Linked DNA regions of Lactuca sativa: region 2 is linked to region 1. Evidence: chromatin contacts called from public Hi-C data. All regions are on one chromosome and are shown on one strand. The core of a region is the stretch at or near the end of the contact, and the rest is flanking DNA. Distances in the headings are between cores, read along the strand shown. Region 1 holds the start of LOC111906611 (probable WRKY transcription factor 14). Region 2 holds the start of LOC111906610 (coatomer subunit epsilon-1).

What was found. A called contact is a pair of places that touch in the nucleus more often than the background predicts.
Region 2: a contact with region 1 is called in a Hi-C map of leaf, with 4 times the contacts expected there. The contact joins the promoter of LOC111906610 here to the promoter of LOC111906611 in region 1. A contact is called at or near these places in 2 of 4 Hi-C or Micro-C datasets (both in leaf).

What each region holds. Positions count from the first base shown.
Region 1 is chr7:43,790,033-43,797,273 of Lsat_Salinas_v11, forward strand. LOC111906611 (probable WRKY transcription factor 14) reads left to right here and starts at 4,300. Exons shown (of 3, transcript XM_023902377.3): 1 at 4,300-5,152. The coding sequence starts at 4,626. It overlaps LOC111906586, which reads right to left and starts at 1,411. Exons shown (of 1, transcript XM_023902339.1): 1 at 713-1,411. The coding sequence starts at 1,411. The coding sequence ends at 713.
Region 2 is chr7:43,929,201-43,936,441 of Lsat_Salinas_v11, forward strand. It overlaps LOC111906610 (coatomer subunit epsilon-1), which reads right to left and starts at 2,975. Exons shown (of 7, transcript XM_023902376.3): 1 at 2,722-2,975; 2 at 2,550-2,639; 3 at 1,633-1,784; 4 at 1,224-1,359; 5 at 961-1,116; 6 at 731-810; 7 at 415-635. The coding sequence starts at 2,886. The coding sequence ends at 542. It overlaps LOC111906608 (BTB/POZ domain-containing protein At1g30440), which reads right to left. Exons shown (of 4, transcript XM_023902375.3): 2 at 7,023-7,092; 3 at 4,965-6,170; 4 at 3,504-4,508. The coding sequence ends at 3,918.

The DNA of each region.
Region 1 (7,241 bases), core at 3,050-5,549:
AGCAGTAGGAGAAGGATTGATGGAGGGAAGTATAGGGTAGAGATCACCTACACTATCACATCATTGAATGAAAGCACCTATTTTAAAATCCTTCACGGTGAAACCAAAAAGGGTCAAAAGTTACAGAGATAGAGTTATCAGTAGTGAATTTTCGCATAGACAAGAGGTTTTTGACCATTTTGTTTGAGATAAGTACATTATTTAAAGAAAGGAGGTTATGTGAATGCGGAAAAAAAGTATGTCCAATATGAGTGACGGGCAGGACAATACCATTACCAACCATAATAGATTTAGAGTTGCATGGAGTAAGGGAGAGCATGTTACCTGAATTGAATAACATGTGCGAGCTAGCCCTAGAATCCATGTAGTAGTTGTTGTTAGATGGCGGTTGGACTGATATAGCTTGAAATATGGAGGCTAAATTTGTGAATTGAGTATGAGCACCAAAGGAGGAACCCGAGGCTGGAGCCGGCCGCATATACACCAAGGATGGAAGGTGCGTGGCATGCGACTATTGGACAACAGTAAGGATGAAGTCTGTTGTCATCGAAGAAGGGAGCTGACCGAGGGACTGTTGGGGCATGGCCTGCAAGCCATGGGGCGATTGGACCGGAGTTGGGCCATGTTGTGGGTGTTGAGACAGAAAGGGTTGCTGCGAGAAATTTTTTTGATGTGCAGGAAACAGAGGCTGCAAAGGGTGCAGCTTCTGAAACTATTGCATGGAGGCTGTTGGTCCGGGACCATAAGCAGGAATTGGAGCATGTCCCAAAAATCCAACAAAATTCCATTGCAAATCAGTTTGTCCAACATGAGATCTAGGTTTAGTGGAGTTCCGTTGTGTGTTCCGATTTTTTGACCAACGTTTTTTGGATCTTCCAGAATTGTTGGAGGATGAGAAAAGTGCCGAGTTTTGAGTCACATTGGAGTCAAGAAGTGAATTAGATGAAGCTTCACGAGACTCATGTATGAGCAACATGTTTTTGGCTTCAAAAAACGATGGGAACGACTTGGTGTTTGTGATGACATCAACGATGTTGTGGTACGAGGGAGGGAATTGGCAAAGGTTTTGCATCACAAGTTCAATATCGGTGATGGGCGAGTCAACATCCTTAAGATCATCTGCAAGGTTCTTGAGAGTGTGGCAGAATTCAGTGATGAAGTTGGAGCCTTTCTTTGTATTACGAAACTGATCTTGAAGCTGTAACATTTCGAACATCTTATTGTTGCGAAAAAATTCGTGAAGTTTATCCCAAAGATCTTTAGCAGAACAATCATCACTACAAATAATTTGGAGAAGACTAGGATCACATGTACTGTAAAACCAGGACTTTATGTGTGCATCAATTGAGAACCTTTCCTCATCATCATTACTAGTGGGTTTTGACTTGCCCGATAAGTAACCATAACTCATTTTTCCATGGCACATGTTAGAAAAGATTTTCCTCTATAACTTGTATTGTGAACCATCAACATTCAGTTTAAAATTGAACTGGTTATAAACATTGGTAAGTGAACAAACCAAATTCAGTTTGGATGTAATGGTGGTCGATGAAGAAGCTGGTATGGTGGACATAATAGGCTGTCACGATAGTATGTAAGGCATGCAACAAATGGAAGCGTGGGGCAGGAGTTGTGCAAAGGTTTCAGTCTTACATAAATTGAGGCAGATGTGAAGCACCGGGACGATAAAAAAGGAGGGCAGTCCACAATGAAGAAGCCGACTAAGAGAGTGAACAAGAAGAGAACATATCATGGCATAAATTTTTTTTTGGACTTAGAGAGGCGCCATACGTGAGAATGAAGGGGTTTAGAAACCCTAGCTTGATACCATGTTAAATGTGGTAAAAGCCCTCTCCATTAGGGTATTGTATTGCAAGGATATATATATATATATATATATATATATGTGTGTGTGTGTGTGTGTGTGTGTGTGTAAAAGGCCCTATAAAGACTATAAATTAACATGATTGACAACCCCATGGCTTTATGAAGGAAGTGAAGTTTGTGTTTTGTTTAGTATATTTTTGGCAATAACATGGATATGTTAAGCTTGTTAGTTGTTTTGTTTTTGATCTTTTTGAAAAATGGATGTGTAGTATTTTCTTTTGAATCGTATGTAATATAATAAGTATTTTCTCATTCTTGTTGTGCTTCAAATATCGATTGACTATATCAACTTTACAAGAACAAAATCGATAGGAAAGATACCTAGCAATTGGTTCTTGAGTTTGCCTTCTGATTTCTAATGGGTAGAAGGAAAAATCAAATACATGGTGATCAATGCTTTACCTTCGCTTAAAAGAGGATGTCACATGAAGCCTTCTATAACGAGAGGAGAGGAGACGAGAAAAAGGGAGACGACGAAGCGTTCTTGAAGGACAAAAGACGAGACAAGAGAAACAGACGAAAGAAAACGTCATGAGAGAAGACGAATGATGTTATTTTGCTTCTAGATGTCACATTAGTACCAAATCTACCCATGTGTGAAGTGGCAACCAAGAAATCAGTTGAAACCTATTCAAATGCTAAATAGTATAAAAATTGAAAGTCTAGAGAATTAATTAAAAATATTATAACTTCGGGTAACCACATTATGATAGTTTTGAAGTAAACAAAATTCGATATTATAAATATATAAAACGTAACCAAGTTAGCTTTCATTTTTTTACGTACCAAACAAAATGAATGTTGTCAATATATTTTTGACTTTTTTATTTTTGGAATTTCCCGTCTTTTTTACTTTTTTTTTAAACCGTAAAATAAACTCTTAACAAGACGAAAAGACTAATAAAGAAATAAGACAAAACTTCAAAAATGGTCCCTGTGGTTTTCGAAAATATCAAGTTTAGTCCCTAAGTTCAAAAAACCTCATAGATTGTCCCTGTGGTTTCAAAACTTTTAACATTTGGTTCTTCCGGCTCACTCCGTTACCATTTAACCGTTAAGTCAGGGGCATTTTTGTCATTTCATTACCCAGGGACCATTTATGAGGTTTTCTATTACTTTTTTAAAAATAAATAAATAAATTTAATATGTAAGGGTCCCACCTCTCTCTCTTTCTCTCTCTCTATAGAAGACGCCGCCGATCTCTCCTTCATGGATGTATGTAGGGTTTCCACCATGGAGCTGCTTAATTTCGCTAATGGAATCGCCATGGGGAGCAGAGCACTAGAGAGACTGTTCAAAATTCTCGACGTATACGAAGCCGTGAAGGATCTATTACCGGAATTCGAGGTATTATTTTCCGATCAATACTGTTTATTCTTAAGAAACGAAGTCACAGGCGTTTATTCTTAAAAACCCACAAAGATTGTTGAAAAAAAAACAAACACCCATATGAAAAAGTTGGTTATGAAGGAATTGTTCTTGTTCTTGCTCAAATCAAGACTTGTTCAAGTGGAGGAGGGGAGAACTTGGTGGTAATCGAACTTCACAACAGTGGCGGTGATGGTGGGTCACGACTGGAAGGTAGTGTTCGGTGGTGTTTAGTGGTCATAACAACAACAGAGGTAGTGATTAATTATCAGAACAGGAGGAGGAAAGAGAGGTTGAGATTGCGGAGGTAGTGCTTTGGCTCACCGGTAGTCACCTTCGACTAGAGAAGTCCCCGACGGAATTGTTTTGGTCACCGGTAGGTTACATTAGTGAGTAGTGGGGTGTTTGGGGGTTGAGCTTCGACGGGAAGGGATCTGTTGGAGGTTGGGATGGAGGCAACAACCTCCTCCTTCTCATCTTCGCATTTTCTGGCAAAAGGAGGACCACCCACCTCCGGTGGGTGAGTCATGGCAGTCTAATGAAGAAGAAATGGGGACAACAATAGCAAGTATTGGAGTGTTTGTGTGGTGCTAGACGAAGAAGAAAACAGGAGAGAGAGAGAGAGAGAGAGAGAGAGAGAGAGAGAGAGAGAGAGAGAGAGAGAGAGAGAGAGAGAGAGAGAGAGAGAGAGAGAGAGAGGTGGGACCCTTACATATTAAATTTATTTATTTATTTTAAAAAAAATAATAGAAAACCTCATAAATGGTCCCTGGGTAATGAAATGACAAAAATACCCCGAACTTAACGGTTAAATGGTAACGGAGTGAGCCGGAATGACTAAATGTTAAAAGTTTTGAAACCAAAGGGGCGATCTATGAAGTTTTTTGAACTTAGGGACTAAACTTGATATTTTCGAAAACCACAAGGACCATTTTTGAAGTTTTGTCAAGAAATAATAAATATATATATCATAATCGCAAATGTATATTGCAAAACTATATAAAATAATCCACATATCTCAGTCAGATTATGGCCATCTAAAAATCCCCATTAACTAATCATGAATCTAATATACAAACCCTTTTTTCCTTCTCTTTGCGTATGGAATAGAACTGTCATATGTGTGAAAAGTCAGCGACTCTTTCTCTTTCTACTTTCATCTCTTTCTTCCAAACCCTAAAAACTGTCTCTTTCAACACCCTTCAAGAACTCATCATCTCCACATGTAAACAAAAAAGAAAGAGCTACATCAGCTGCATCTTCATTCTTCAAACCTTCACGTCTGTTTGGTGCAAAAACCACAGAAATCTGGTTGGTCACAGCCAAATTTTCTTGAGGTTAATTCTTGATCTTCTTCCCATTGGTTGATAATGGAGAACAACTATCTTGGTGATTTAGCAGATATTTTCCGGCCAGGCAGTGTCAACTCCGGCGATCCTCCGGGGGTTTCAGATTGGCAATACTTTGATCAATCTGATCAAGAACCACAGATGATCCAAAAGTCAACAAGAATCCATGATCAAGCTGGTTTTGGTCAACCCTTCACCAGCCTTCTTGCAGATCCACTCGTTCATGAAGGAACTTCAATTCCATGCTTCTTTGGAAACAGTTTAGATGAAATTGAACAACCTACTCCAGCAACAAGAACACATTTAGGGTTTGATGATCACAAGATCAAGGATAACCATAACCATAACCATAATCATAATATATTTTCAAAGATGCTTCAGATTTCACCAAATGCTGCAAAGTCAACTTTTTCTTCAAATAATGATATCATCACATCTTCTAATTCTTCTTCTGCTGCTGCTGCTGCTTCATCAAAACGCTGTTTGCTGGAAACTTCCTCCACCACCTTACAGATCTCATCCCCGCGAAATCCGGGCATCAAGAGAAGGTAAACAACTTGATACCCTGCACATATTAAATTCTTTCTTATTGGAAACTGCTTCAATGAAATAATATATAGGAAGATCGCATGTATATTGCTTCATAACTGATACACATATAATTTTTAACTCACTTTTACAACTTCTATGATAATTTTTAATCCATTAGATACATTTACGTATTTAATATAATAATAATGATGGTAAAAAGTCTTGCATAGTGTATAATAACAATGAATTCGATATAAATTGCTTCGTTGGAAGTCTAAGCGATCCTTAAAAACACACATGATAATAATACGATTTATTAAAGACTTGTTAATTTACAAGCTAAAATTAGAAATAAAAATTTAAAAATCTATACTAAAAATTCAATATTTTGTACTAATTCAGAAGATTCTTTATGCTTAGTATTTTATTTCAAATGTATAGTTTTCTGTGCAAAAATTGTATTTGTAATTCATAAAATTTCAAGATTAATTTATTTTGATTATCTTTTTTATGGATATTTCAAAAACGTACTTTTCCTATGTTTCATTTCATTTACAAAAATAGAGAAATACAGTATATTACAAAACCGTGATGTTGTTACTTATTGTCTATGTCATCTAAATCAAAAACTCAAAAATGATTTATATATGGTATACTTTACTTTTCACAACATTATCAACAGTATTTGTTTGATAGTATTATTTAATAGCTATTTTAATATTTTGATTATAGTTTTTTCAAGGACAGATTTAAAATTTATTATCTAGACATTATTGAAAGTTAAGATTTTAAATATATAATATCATTGATCTATTCATATATATATATATATATATATATATATATATATATATATATATATATATATATATATATATATATATATATATATATATATATATATATATATATATATATATATATATATATATATATATATATATATATATATATATATATATATATATATATATATATATATATATATATATATATATATATATATATATCAGTAACATTTTCCAAGTTTGTGATTGATCTATTTTTATATATCTTATAAAAATAAAAAATAAAATATAGTCATAATTATGAACATTTTATTTTACCTGGAACACATAATTCTGATTAAATATTTGTTTGCGTTATTTCGAAATTATTATTTTTAATTTTTCCACAAATCTTTCTATTTTTCACTTTTCTAATGATAAGTTCGTTTTAAATAAAAACTCAAAAGGTTATGGTTTACATATATTATTTATTGAGTATTTTGAACAATCAGTAACTGATAAATAAACTTATCTTTTAAGTTTTTTAAAATTGTAATGTCTGTCAAACAAAAAAAAATACTAGTATAAGCTAGCTTTTAAAAAAAGGTTATTTAGAGGGTGTTTGTGAGTGTTTTTCAAAATGAACTAGAGCATGATTAAATTTTGATTTAAAAACTCCTTATTAACTTATTGAATTTTTAAAAAGTCAAATAAGTTTTAAAAAGTGTATGATAAATGAAAAAGTCCTTTTAAAACAATTTCTAAAACAATTTCTACATGTTTAAATTTCATTTAAAAACTCTTTATTAACTTATCGAATTTTTAAAAAGTCAAATAAGTTTTAAAAAGTGTTTGATAAATGAAAAAGTCCATTTAAAACAATTTCTACTTAAGCCTTTGAAAACGAGTTTTTAATTAGTCAGAATTTATATTTGCAAACTTTTTATGACATTGACTTATTAATTTTGAAAAATGATCATTTTACATGCATAAGCTAACAAAACATTTTTTAACTTATTAATTTATTGATTTTTTCCACTATAAAGCTAATCCAAATATTTTTTAAAAACTAATTTTTATGAACTTATTTGCTTTTCAAAAAGTCAATAAATTAAAAAAATGTTTACAAACATTAACTTTTTAAACAAAAAAACAAACAAAAAAAATGAGTTTTCCAAAAAAACCAAGAATTTTTGGTTTTTCCAAAAAATCAATTAGCTGATTGAAAAGCACTTCAAAGCACCTTTAGACTAGCTTTTCAAGTGTTTTTTATATATATATATATATATATATATATATATATATATATATATATATATATATATATATATATTCTAAT
Region 2 (7,241 bases), core at 1,725-4,224, 140 kb after region 1:
TTTTATGTAATTTTATATCTTTCAGTTAATTTTACCAAATGTCATTTTTTATCGCTAACTTTTCAGCTATCAGCTAGCTTTTTATTTTACAGCTAGCTTTTCATCTATCAGCTAGATTTTCAGCTAACAGTTAGCTTTTCAGCTAGTACGCCAAACATAATATAATCGTTTGCTCAGTCGTGTTTGTTCTTTTCGTATATTACTATATTCTCCTACAAGCCTTTTCTTTTCTTATGTATCTTATTTTTGGATGATCCAACAATCCATATTTACGGAAGTCAAAGATCTGATTTTTATTAGTACCATGTGGAAGCATCCTCCCATGTGAGATCACTTGATTAATACTTCTCTTAAAGTTAAATCCCATTTATTTAAATTAACCCCATGTGAGACCCCCTTTGACCAACTACTCCACGACAAAACTATTACTTTTTCCTCTATTAGAAAAAAAACAAAAATCAATTATTTTCTGAACTTTTAGTCACATATATTCAAACACACAAGTATTCAAAATTGACTTCCTTTTCAAAAATCAACATCTTTAAGCAACCGTTTGTATTGCTCTGTTGAAATTCTCCTCTGCAGTTAAACCCCGTTTGAGTAGCATGTGTTCTGGATCCGACAGTTTTAACTGACTGCAACCAAAAAAAACACACAAAACTCAGTTTCTAAAAGACTACTGTCTATATAAATAATATTTAAAAAAATATTTAAGAAAATGACTGCAAACCTTAAAAACCGTGAAGAAGGTTTCCCAAGATGGAGACTGCATACAACCAGATTAGCCAGTGTTTCTCGATCCTTTGCATCCTATTTGAAAACATTACAATTAACTTATTCAACTTTTGTCCCATTGACATCAGTGTCAGTGTCAGTTCAATACATGCCACATGCAGTACAACCTGTTTTGTATTGTCATGTAATGAAAAACAGGGCCTCGTTTGGAAATTGGAAATTTACCTTGTTGAGTGCTTCTAGTAAAAATGATTCAGCTTCATCAAAATTGGCCATTTGCATGGAACACACAGCCTTCCCATTAAGGATCAGACTAGTCATTTGGTACTTCTCAGAGAAATCTTGGAATATGAGATATGCTTCCTGTATCTTTGAACCACCCTATTTCATAAAATTGTACACTTCATAAAAAAAAACAGTTTTTCATATATAGGTTACCAGATTAAGTCATGTCCCCAATAAGTCAATTAGGTTGAAAAAACACATACCACAGCTAAATTAAGCCATGCAGTTGCAAGCTGAGTCAATGTGTGATCCTCATCAATCTGTTGCATAACTCTTAATTGCTTCTCAGCATAATCTGATCTGTGCATCTTGAGGAAAATGTGGACATTCAAGGCATATCTGAAAGGGACATAATGCATTAGGAACAGAATAAAAGAGCAATAATTCCTGTTAAATCAAGATCTGTTTATAACCAAAAATATTTGATTGTTTGTAGTTATGGAGCTGTGTGCAACTAGGAGTGGCAAAATATAACTGATGTAAGATTAGAATGTAGGGTATTGAGTGTATGTGTATCTTTTATGGGGAGTAGTAAAGAAATAAAATTAATAACAAATAACATCATAAAGAGAGAGAGAGAGAGAGAGAGAGAGAGAAAAAGTAAAACTCAACAGTTCCATAGTCCCTCCAGCATTTGTGTGTTTGAGAGCCTCATTGTAATCTTGTTCATGCATGAATATGGTGCCTGCAATAAGCCTGAGAATTGGATTGTTCCCAATGGCATCATCTGCCAACCACTCCTTTATACTTGAAATGATGCTTTCCTATCAGATCATATAATAATTACTAGTTAGAGAAATGGCCCATTTTATCCCTGAAATGACAGCAGAGGCACATGTACACAAATGGCATACAGCATACATGCTTTTATTCGTTAAGAACACGTCTTGCTTTCAAATTTCAATTGTGCATGTTGCAGTTTATGAAAGAAAACTTGACCTAATTGCAGACATAGAACTTATTAATATTATTTGACTAATGTAAATCACTGAAGAACAATTCATGAATAGAACAAGACTTTCAAGTAACCAAGATGACAACAATAATTCATGTTACTTCTTGCCAATAAAATTGAAAGCTTTGACTAAGCTGTGCACAAAACTTTGAATTATTTGTCAAATTTGTTGAGTATATAATATATCATGCAGTAAATACAAAACCAAGGAATCATCTATAGACTTAAACCATATGATTTTAGCAATGAGTAAGGGAAATAGTAACTTCAAGATTAGAACTCTCAACAAAGGATTTCCCAAGTTGTATGGAATCTCAAAAACAAAACTTATTGCAATATCTACAGGATATAAGAATCCTCCGTTTGTTTCAAAGTGATGCTGTCCTTCACTTCAAAATAGGAACTTTCAACAAAGGTTGCAAATTGCAATGCTACTGAAACCTCAAAAGGGGAATTATTGCAATTTCCATGGAACAGAAAAAGCAACGTGTTTCATTTTTGTAGACAATGATTATGTCCATATTGCATACAAGTTAATAGCTATCGACATGACTACGAGATCAACAAATTTTACCTTGTTATCGGGGCTGGAAAGATACAAGGCGAGTAATTTCACGGCTTGCAGAGGCGTCGCCGCAGATGAATCGACTTCATTAATCACAAGCTATCGAAGATCAATTCAATTACAACACATGAAATCAAACAAATGAGAAAAATAATAGATAGATAACGAAGAAATCACATACTTCGTAGCTTCCAAGGGCAATGTAGGATCTATACACAAGGCAATCTCGTTCGATTAAATCCTCTTCCGTGAGTTTGGGGATATCGCTGTTGTTGATTGCGGCTTGATATGCTCCCAAGTAGAAGTTGTTTCTCAAATTGAACAACACATCGGGTGCCATCGCCATTGTTAATCGGATCTAGATCGGAGATCGGAGATATCAACAGATGGAGAGAACGCGAGCAAGATGTTTGTTCGGCAGTTCTTGAAACGGTTCAAAGAGATGTGGCAAAATAGTTTATCAGTGTTCTTGAGGACCTTCAGCTTTCAATACTTGTCAACTTTGGCCCTTATTTATATAAACACTAACAAAAACGGTTCAAAGAGATGTGTAAATTGTAAAATGATTTACTTGTCTTCCAAACTTATTATATCCAAAATATGTCCAATAATTTCATGCTCACAAAATACAAAATATAATTAATTACTTTTTCTTCAAAAAAAAATTAAGTTGGAAAAAGAAAATTGATTTCATTATCTAATGTATAAAGAAATATAAATATATACGAGAATAAATTGGAAATTATTTTTTTTCCAATTTTATTAATAGAAAAATTTTAATATAAATATGTACTAAATATGGAAATGATTTTTGTAACCATTTTAGAAAGAGAAATATAAATATATACTGAAAATGAAATGAGAATAACTTTTTTACTACTTTTTATAAGTAAAGAGGTTATTTTCTTCAAGTTAAAACAAGCCCATCAAAATATTACAGAAAAAAATATATCAACAACAAAATGACCAAATACATATTTCCATTTTCCTTGATAATAAAGATCCCAAACAAATAACTTTTACTCTACACACAAGTCTTCTTACAAGTAAGTTACTATGACCACATAACATTTATAACTCAAACTAAACATAATCAACAAGAGAGCTAATAAAACATACAAAGAGCTCACAAGTAAAAAAAAAAAAAAAAAAAAAAAAAAAAAAAAAGATATTTGCTTAGCAATTATACTAATTGTATTGTTAAATTTACTTATTTGATCATTATATCAGATATTATGATCACCATTTACCCACCCTTCTTACCTTCCAACCAAAAACCAACATTTCAGACACCAATGCCACATCATCATTCTACTCGATAGTAAAATTGCCAAACAAATATCTTTTTTCTCCAATTTCAACATTTTTTTTCCAATTTTACCCTGCCCAAGACAAATCTTTCTTATGCTTATGTTGCTTCTCTCTACCCTTTTCAATCTTCCCACTTCCATTATTCTGCTTGCTAACACTCCCCTCTTGTGCACTACACATCTGAGACTTAAGTTTAAACCCAAACTTCTTTGACATGTTACCCCACGCACTGCCGCCACCACCACCACCACCGCCACCGCTGCCGCCCTTACCTCTGCCCAGTTTCTCAATCTCCTGCTTCATATTCGAACACTCTTTTTCAAGCTCAGACACCCTCATCCTCATACTATCCATACCAACTTTCAGAACTTGATTCTCCCTCACCGCCGTGTTCCAGCCACCACCGCCGCCCTCCTGGGCGGAAACCACCCCGCTTCTCAACTGCCGTGACCCGTCCGCCAGATTGTCAGACACCAAGAAACATCCGGCGATTGATGTCCGGAGCTGCAACTGCTCGAAGAAAAGAACTTGGACTATGATTCTTAATGGCAGTCTTTCATTCTGTGCAGCATGTGTGCAAGCTTCTAATGATAGTTTTTGGCAATCCATGAGTCTACAGAGTTGTTCTCTATCCGAATCTGCTAACCATGGGTGAGACTGCATTCGGAAAAAATGAAATGAATAAGATTGGACCATTATACCCTTCCCAAATACCATTCAGAAAACATATTTACGGAGAAATAAATGAGGGTAAATTTGTAAAAAGTTTGGACTTACCAGGGAAAACCCATCTCCCTTGCTTTCTCTGTTAAATCGTTCTTTCTGTATTAAGTAAAAAAAAAAACACCCATATATAGAGTACTGGATTAAGTCCTTGACTTAATCCGATAAGCTATAAAACTATATAAAAGGTGTTTCAATTTTACTTAAAATGGAAAGAACGACTTAACAGAGAAAGCAAGGGAGATGGGTTTTCCTTAGTAAGTCCAAACTTTTTACAAATTTGCCCTCATTTATATCTCCATTTCCCTACGCGTGCTGTAATTTTCTTGAAAAATTTTTAAACATCATTTATCCAGACAACACATTACCCAAACACTAACTTTTTATTACCTTCAAATAAATATCAATTGCGCGATACAATCCATCATCCAACGGTCTAGCATACTCGGGAACCGCACCTGCAAGAGACTGAAATTTTGGGAGCTTCAAATTAACATCGGGTGCAACTTCAGCCAAATAGCCATCAATAAGCTTAGCCACCATTGTAACCGGGGTCAAAGAAGGTGAACCCAACAACTGTTCATCATCTTCAATTGAACAAGGAGATGCACCACCCGTTGCTTGATCCATAGCCATGAAATGCTCAAGCATCCGTTGCACACAATCAATATTATACAAAGTCTCCATCGAATAAGAAAAATTTGGCATCAATAAATCCTCAAGTGTCGCCTGATCAAGTTGCAGCCCGATTCTTTTTTCCAAATTCGATACACAGTTCGGGCTGGCCCGTAAAATCAACCCGGTCCGTAAAAGCCCGAATAAAAAGGTAGTTGACACAAGCCCTTTTTGGACTGGAAGTAAACGGTCGATTTCTTCGAGTAAAATCTTTTGATCTTCCTCTGGTGGTGGCTCCGCCTGGTGGCCCGCCGGAGCACTTTTCCGGCGAGTCAACCCGGGTAAGTACTTTTTCGCGTAATATTCAAGAGACCCCGCGATGATTTCTTGTTTAATTCCACGGACTTCCATAGCCGAAATTAACCGTTTGTAAAGTGGTAAACTTAAAGATGAAGCATCGTCGTACCACCAATCGGAGCTCACGTTTTTCGGGCGGGCCCCAGTGCTAATCCCGTTCCATAACACGCTACCACCGGGGCTCTGCATGGGCCCACGGTGGTCCACCACAGGCCAACCGAATAGATTTGGGTCAGTGCTTGCTTTGACCGCCAACGAGTCAATGCACCGTTTTGTGATGTTGAGTTCTTCGGCGTGTGGGAGATCGGGAATGGATTGGAGGGATTTTAGGGAATCTTTCCAATTTTTTAAAACGGTTTGATTGAAGAATGTTTCGGTTTGTGAAATTAGATTGTCTTCGCCGTATTCTTCGGTCATTTCGAGGTGTTCGGCGGCACACCGGAGGTGGACGACATTTGAGGCGGTGATTTCGTGTTTTACACCGTAACAAAATTTGGCAACGAGTTCGAATGTTTTGGCCCCACCGGGGATGTTGGGGAGGGTTATGGTGCATATTTTGTCTTCTTGTTCGGAAGCTTCTGCTATTAATCTTTCCATAACCCCACTTCTTGAGAGCAAAGGGAACTGTAAAAAAATGAAAAAATCACAAAGTTTGAAGATTTATTCGATATACATGAAAATGATCAAAGCCTTATTCGATATACATCAAAAAGATCAAAGCTTTATTTAATATACATCAAAAAGATCAAAGCTTTATTCGATATACATCAAAAAGATCAAAGCTTTATTCGATATACATCAAAAAGATCAAAGCTTTATTCGATATACATCAAAAAGATCAAAGCCTTATTCGATATACATCAAAAAGATCAAAGCCTTATTCGATATACATCAAAAAGATCAAAGCCTTATTCGATATACATAAAAAAGATCAAAGCCTTATTCGATATACATCAAAAAGATAAAAGCCTTATTCGATATACATCAAAAAGATCAAAGCCTTATTCGATATACATCAAAAAGATCAAAGCCTTATTCGATATACATCAAAAAGATCAAAGCTTTATTCCATATGCATCAAAAAGATCAAAGCCTTATTCAATATCAAAAAGATCAAAGCTTTATTCGACATACATCAAAAAGATCAAAGCTTTATTCAACATACATCAAAAAGATCAAAGCTTTATTCGACATACATCAAAAAGATCAAAGCTTTATTCGATATACATCAAAAAGATCAAAGCCTTATTCGATATACATCAAAAAGATCATAGCTTTATTCGATATACATAAAAAAATGAGATTAGTATGCACTTATGAACAACTTGATTTGGATTTTTGATAGTCAGGATCCTTTGACTCTGAAGGTCAATTACGTGTAGATCGATTTTAAGACTACAAGTTGTTCGGTTGATGATCAAAGTCAAAATATCACACCAAAATCACAAATAGACCAAATGGAGTAGTAAAGTTTACCTTATGGAGATGGAAGGACATATCCTCTACTTCAACCACAATATCACTTGGGAGACCAGTTGTGCAAAACCTACAATAATATTCATATCCGGGTTCTTTAAATTTCTATAAACACAATTTTAAACTTCACAATACAAAATTTGGCTTTAAAGTTCAAAGATGGCAATGAAGATCGGTTATCTACAGTTCTGAGTTTGCAAACCATGAACCTCAAAATTC